2 separate regions of the Mus musculus genome follow, and region 2 is linked to region 1. A link is a contact called in public promoter capture Hi-C data. All regions are on one chromosome and are shown on one strand. Each heading gives the region's core, a stretch centred on a gene start, on an enhancer-like site or on the middle of the called end of the contact. The rest is flanking DNA. Distances are from core to core; before and after follow the strand shown.

Evidence for each region. Promoter capture Hi-C pulls out the DNA fragments that hold promoters and counts their contacts.
Region 2: a promoter capture Hi-C map of hippocampal neurons shows a contact between it and region 1, with 2.1 times the contacts expected there. The contact joins the promoter of Mtnr1a here to the enhancer-like site in region 1. A contact is called at or near these places in 7 of 39 promoter capture datasets (the 3T3-L1 cell line, cranial neural crest, frontonasal cranial neural crest and 3 more) and 5 of 484 Hi-C or Micro-C datasets (3T3-L1-derived adipocytes, cerebellum, cortical neurons and 1 more).

Annotation. Positions count from the first base shown.
Region 1 is chr8:41,560,626-41,563,325 of GRCm38.p6, forward strand. No RefSeq gene overlaps it. Among named protein-coding and RNA genes, the nearest start is that of Gm50494, 140 kb to the left of the region's middle. Within about 2 kb of position 1,381, at least 6 of the 459 cell types and tissues checked have an H3K27ac peak or open chromatin away from gene starts, as enhancers often do. A contact at or near this core is called in hippocampal neurons, where this site is marked.
Region 2 is chr8:45,067,813-45,070,512 of GRCm38.p6, forward strand. It overlaps Mtnr1a (melatonin receptor 1A), which reads left to right and starts at 1,295. Exons shown (of 2, transcript NM_008639.3): 1 at 1,295-1,590. The coding sequence starts at 1,398.

The DNA of each region.
Region 1 (2,700 bases), core at 131-2,630:
GATAACTTGCTCCAAAAATCTACTTCACCCTGTGTATATATCCTGTCTGAAACAAGCTTCCTGGGATCCATCTTTACCCTGCCAGACCTTATATCAGAAAGTCTGCTTATTTATTTATTTATTTATTTATTTATTTTTAATATTTTTATTAGGTATTTTCCTCATTTACATTTCCAATGCTATCCCAAAAGTCTCCCATAACTTCTCCCCCACTCCCCTACCCACCCACTCCCACTTTTTGGCCCTGGCGTTCCCCTGTACTGGGGCATATAAAGTTTGCAAGTCCAATGGGCCTCTCTTTCCAGTGATGGCCGACTAGGCCATCTTTTGATACATATGCAGCTAGAGTCAAGAGCTCCGGGGTACTGGTTAGTTCATAATGTTGTTCCACCTACAGGGTTGCAGATCCCTTTAGCTCCTTGGGTAGAAAGTCTGCTTTTTGAGAGAAGTCAGAGTCCCAGATAACACACCGGTCAGGACAGTGCTCTACTACCGACTTAACACCACCAACCCCATCATTTGTTTGAAAGTAATGTTTTTCTTTTGTGGGCTTTGTCATGGGACACCCCTCCCCCAACACACACCAATTCAGTTGGCTTTGGGTCTCTCCTCTGATCTGAGCTTTTCCCACTTGAATTTTTAAAAGCATCAGTGCTGTTGTTCCTATCTTGTAGACAAGGCAACTGAGGCACAGAGGTTACGGAACTTGCTGGGATTGGGGCCGCACGGCTTTTGCTGCAGGAGAATGAGTGCTCTCAGTAGTCGTCAGGAGGAGGGAGAGTTCTTGCTACACTAGGAAAGGGGAAAGGTACAGGTAGGGGAGAAAACGGTATCTCAGAACATCACCCATTGCATGAGTTAGGCCTGACTGTTCAGGGTCAGACATATGACAGATGTATAATGAATGTTTTTAATAAATAAATAAATAAATAAATAAATAAATAAATAAATAAATAAATACTTTTCTCATATCATTTAATCTCTAATAGCTGAGCTTTATATTATTATAATTAGATCCACTTTTTGATTTTTAGGGTTTTTCAAAAATTAAGATCATCTTTTGGTGGTATAGAATAGTTCCCAGAACAGGAAATACCAGAAAACCCCTTGGCTTCACTCTTTAAAGCATTGTGCCAGTCTGTCCAGTGTCACAGAGCTCTTCGTTCATTGATAGAATTAATCAGTTCGAATGTTCATTTCTAACAGCTCTTTCTCCCTTGACTTATTGCGCCCACGAGGCCCCCTGGGTACTACTCTTGAGTTTTGCTCAGTGATGGCAGGCACTTCAAAAGTCTACTTTGCCCTGTGTACAGCATTCATATATCCTGCCTGAAACAAGCTTTCTGGGATCTGTCTTCATGCCTCACTCCACCCTGCCCGCAGCTTATGTATCAGAAAGTCTGCTTTTTTTGAGAGAAGTCAGAAAATGTACTGTTCCATCCCGGTGATGAGAGGCAGACCTCCCATTAAAAGAAAGGCTGAGGAGGTTGGCACATAAAAGGGAATTGCAGCTGCTTAGTCGAGGCCGCTGAAAAAAAAAGATGCAGCCCGAGAACGCTTTCTGGCTGCGGGCCCGCAGCATTTTCAACCGATGGCGAAATGGAGAGATTTTCATCACCTCGGAGATTTTGTGTTTTTAGTATCGTCTTGTTCTGATAAGCAAGCCCAGTGAGATTACACAGGTCGGCCCTGCTATCACAGCTTATGCTCATGCACATGATCAGAGCAAGACAGCCTTCTGCTCTATGATACAATGAAAGTAAAAACCGAGCGAGGATTTGGAAATATTTCTCTTCTCAAGGCTTCCCCACTCTTCGGCCCCCCGGCCCCGCCCCTACCTTACCAACCACCTGATTTTCTTTCCTTTGTGTTTTTCTGGAGACACTGAAAGTGCTTTGGGTGGACTAAAACTGTAGAAAGTTGTTTATGTCTTGTCTTAATTGTTTGCCCAATGGCTTAACACACTACATATGAGTTCTTTGTGGACACCTGCTGTTGCTGGTGTCTTCTATGCCACGAATCAGCAACTGAGAACACTTTAATCTTGTCTGTCTACAAACTCCATATTCTTGGCAGAACAAACTTTTCCTGGCTCCAGGCTGAGAGTGACATAAGTCACAATTGTTCTCACTTAGTTGGCTTTCCCTAACCAATGGGGACCAGAAAAACCATCTTCCCCTTTACTTGCAAAATGCTAAGCATGGGTAGGTACTAATAATAGCATGGTAAGTTTCACTACACATCAGCATAAATCCAAATGGTACAGAGCTCAAATGGACATATAAAGCCCTCAAGTTTGCAACCACCCACATACACTCCCCAAATGAAACACTTCCTCTTCTGAAGTCCATTTCTTATTTCTATGAAGCAGCTAAGGCTCTTTCAAAGAGCTGCTCTGCCTGTAGAATTTATTCCCTCCTGTTCTATTTGTTGCAATGTCAGCTTGAGTCTGTAGGCAGAGTCTGGGTTTCCAGCCCTTTGAACAGATACCTTCTTCAGTACGCCAGACTTAATTTGCTTCGCCTCTGAACATACACTGTAATAACAGTGGAAGGCATTTGGAGCTGTCCGGTGCTACACTTCATGAGTTCATAGTCTCTTGGTTCTCTGGATTTGTCATGGTCCTTCTCCTCTTCCCTCAGGCCACTCAGGGACCTGCCTATCTAGTATCCAAAAGGACAAGCCAGCTTGAGAGATAAC
Region 2 (2,700 bases), core at 45-2,544, 3.5 Mb after region 1:
CCCTTAAACATATCTTCCTGTCCATCACCGATTTCCCTCATTGCTAATTTAAAACATTAACCTTCTTAATTCTGTGCTTTATTCTCGGTTTAGATGAAATCTCGCACATCCCAGGTTTGTCCTGAACAGCGGAGGATGACCTTGAACCTCTGATCCTTTGCCTTCCCTCCTGGGTGCTGGGGTTACGTGACTGAGGTGCCACATCCAGTTTATACAGCACTAGAAATGGAGTCTAAGATTTTGCAAATGCTGCACAGGAGCCCTAACGACAGAGCCACACGCTCAGGCCCCTCAATTCTGCATTGCATTTCTTCTTGAAATTATTGATGAACACAACCATTTTACTTAATATGATTTGTTGAGACAGGATTTTATACAGCAACACTGATTGACCACACAGCTCAAGATGCCCCCAAACTGGTGTTGATTCTCCTGCCTCAGCCTCCAGAGCTACGACACATTGTTTAATTTTAATACAGATTTTAATATTGTCATGTCATGCTTTTCTGGTATTCATCTTCTTAAAATGTATTTTCTTCATTTTTCTTCACTCTTTCAAAGGGACTTTGGAAATGCTTAGGAATTGGACAGCCATAAAATATATGGAGAGCATGAAAATTTAAGTGTTCAATATGAGAACATCATATGTTTTGTGTAAGTCTCCTTCCCCATGTTGAAGAAAGTTTTGGGGTTTTGTTCCATTCTGTACAGAGCTGGCTAATGCACTTCCCAGAAATCTTACACTGTGGTTCTACGTCTGCTTCTATTATCTCAAGTTTCTGTTTTCACTGATAGTTTCAAAAGAACATATACACCTGTCATCTGCAAATATTTACATTTTGTTTCGTTTAATTGCCAGAAACACCCAGAACAGACATTAAATCGTGCTATGCCAGACGGAAAGGGTGTGATTTAATATCATTATTACTTTATTTTTACACATCATTGACTATTAAAGTTGATGAGTTAGATTCTATTTTCATCTTCATTTTCCGGATAAGACATCCAGGGCATCTAGTCCTGGTTAGGATTCAAGTTCGTGAATCGAGGCCTTCCAGGGTGCAAGTTTCCCTCCACTTGATGCCTCCACGTGTCTCACCGAGTCTCGCCACACGGGGGCGCAACGTGCACGCACTGTGGGACCTCCGAGTCCAAGTTGCTGGGCAGTGGACAGCAGGTGTCAGCAGGCGGCAGTGGCCAAGTGCAGAGAGGGTGTCCTACCACCGGGAGGGGCTGGAGTGGGCAGGACAGCCGCGAAGCAATCATAAGGATGCAAAGTAGACGCGGGAGGGCCATAAAAAGTGGCGGAGAGGGCTCGAGCAGAGCTGAGCAGTTGAGGGCTCCGGGGCGACAGGACAATGGCCCTGGCTGTGCTGCGGTGAGGCACCCAGGGGACCATGAAGGGCAATGTCAGCGAGCTGCTCAATGCCACTCAGCAGGCTCCAGGCGGCGGGGAGGGAGGGAGACCACGACCGTCCTGGCTGGCCTCTACACTGGCCTTCATCCTCATCTTTACCATCGTGGTGGACATTCTGGGCAACCTGCTGGTCATCCTGTCTGTGTACCGCAACAAGAAGCTCAGGAACTCAGGTAGGGGCTCCGGGCACCTTTCCCAGCGCTAGCCCCATTGCGGGACACTGAGAAAACTTCAGAAAGTCCGTTTCTGAGAAATGAGACTTTGGATAATTTTCTCTCCTTTCTCTTGACCCTGTCCCTCTATAAGATGCCTTGACAAAGATCATCCAGGAGTCTTCAGTTCTTAGAGATGTAAAACTCTGTTCCCTCCCACAGCATCTCTTTACTCATCTAGATCAACGAACTCATCATCAGTTGTTTGGATTTGCATAAAATCCATTTCCCCCAACTTCGCAAAAATAGGAGAAGATGCAGAAGCCGCCAAAAACAACAGAGCTACTGCTTGGCTTTTGTTATCAGGTGTGGTTTTCAGCTAACAGCACCAAATTGCAAGGTAGTCTGGGAAGATGCTAAGAATGCTGAGGAAGCACCTTTGTTCCTCAAGTCAAATCTGCATTTTAGAAGATGAAAACTGTAGCGAGAAATGCATTTGCATAGAATATAGGACTAGAGTTAATTCTGTGTTTGAGTTACAGTTGGGGTTCCCTGGAGCAATGAGCTGACCTAGTTACCCTGCGTAAGAGCGTAAGAGCGGGTTGGTCGGTTCTCCCTAAGCTTTTTTATGCCTTCAAACAGCGTCAAGGTTGCTTGGATTTCTGTTCCTGGTTTGGAAGTAAACTTTTGGTAGAAGGGTAGAGGGGAATCCATTTGCTTAAATAAATGGCCCCAAATGATATTTTTGTCCTAAACCAGGTAGCTGGTGAAAACTCAAATTCAGGCAGCATGTGGCTCACCTTTGGCCTAGCTTCTGCAACGCTTCGGGCTGTGCAAAGTACAAGAATTAGTTTGAAAATATCTGATAATGTGAATTCAGTTTGGCTTAGAAAACGGGATGACTTCCTTTCACGGATGATCGGCCTAAACTAGAATCCAGTCTTCAGAATTCAATAGCTTGGTGGTTGTTGTTTGTGGAGCATTGGCAAAGCCCTAGGCTTGGTCTCCACCACTGTAATAAATGAATAGTTGGGATAAGCGAATAGTTGGGGGAGCACACCCCTTCTGAGAGCTAGGAGTCTCCACAAGCTGCACTGGGACCCTGAGCACCCATACAGAAAGTCCTTGAGT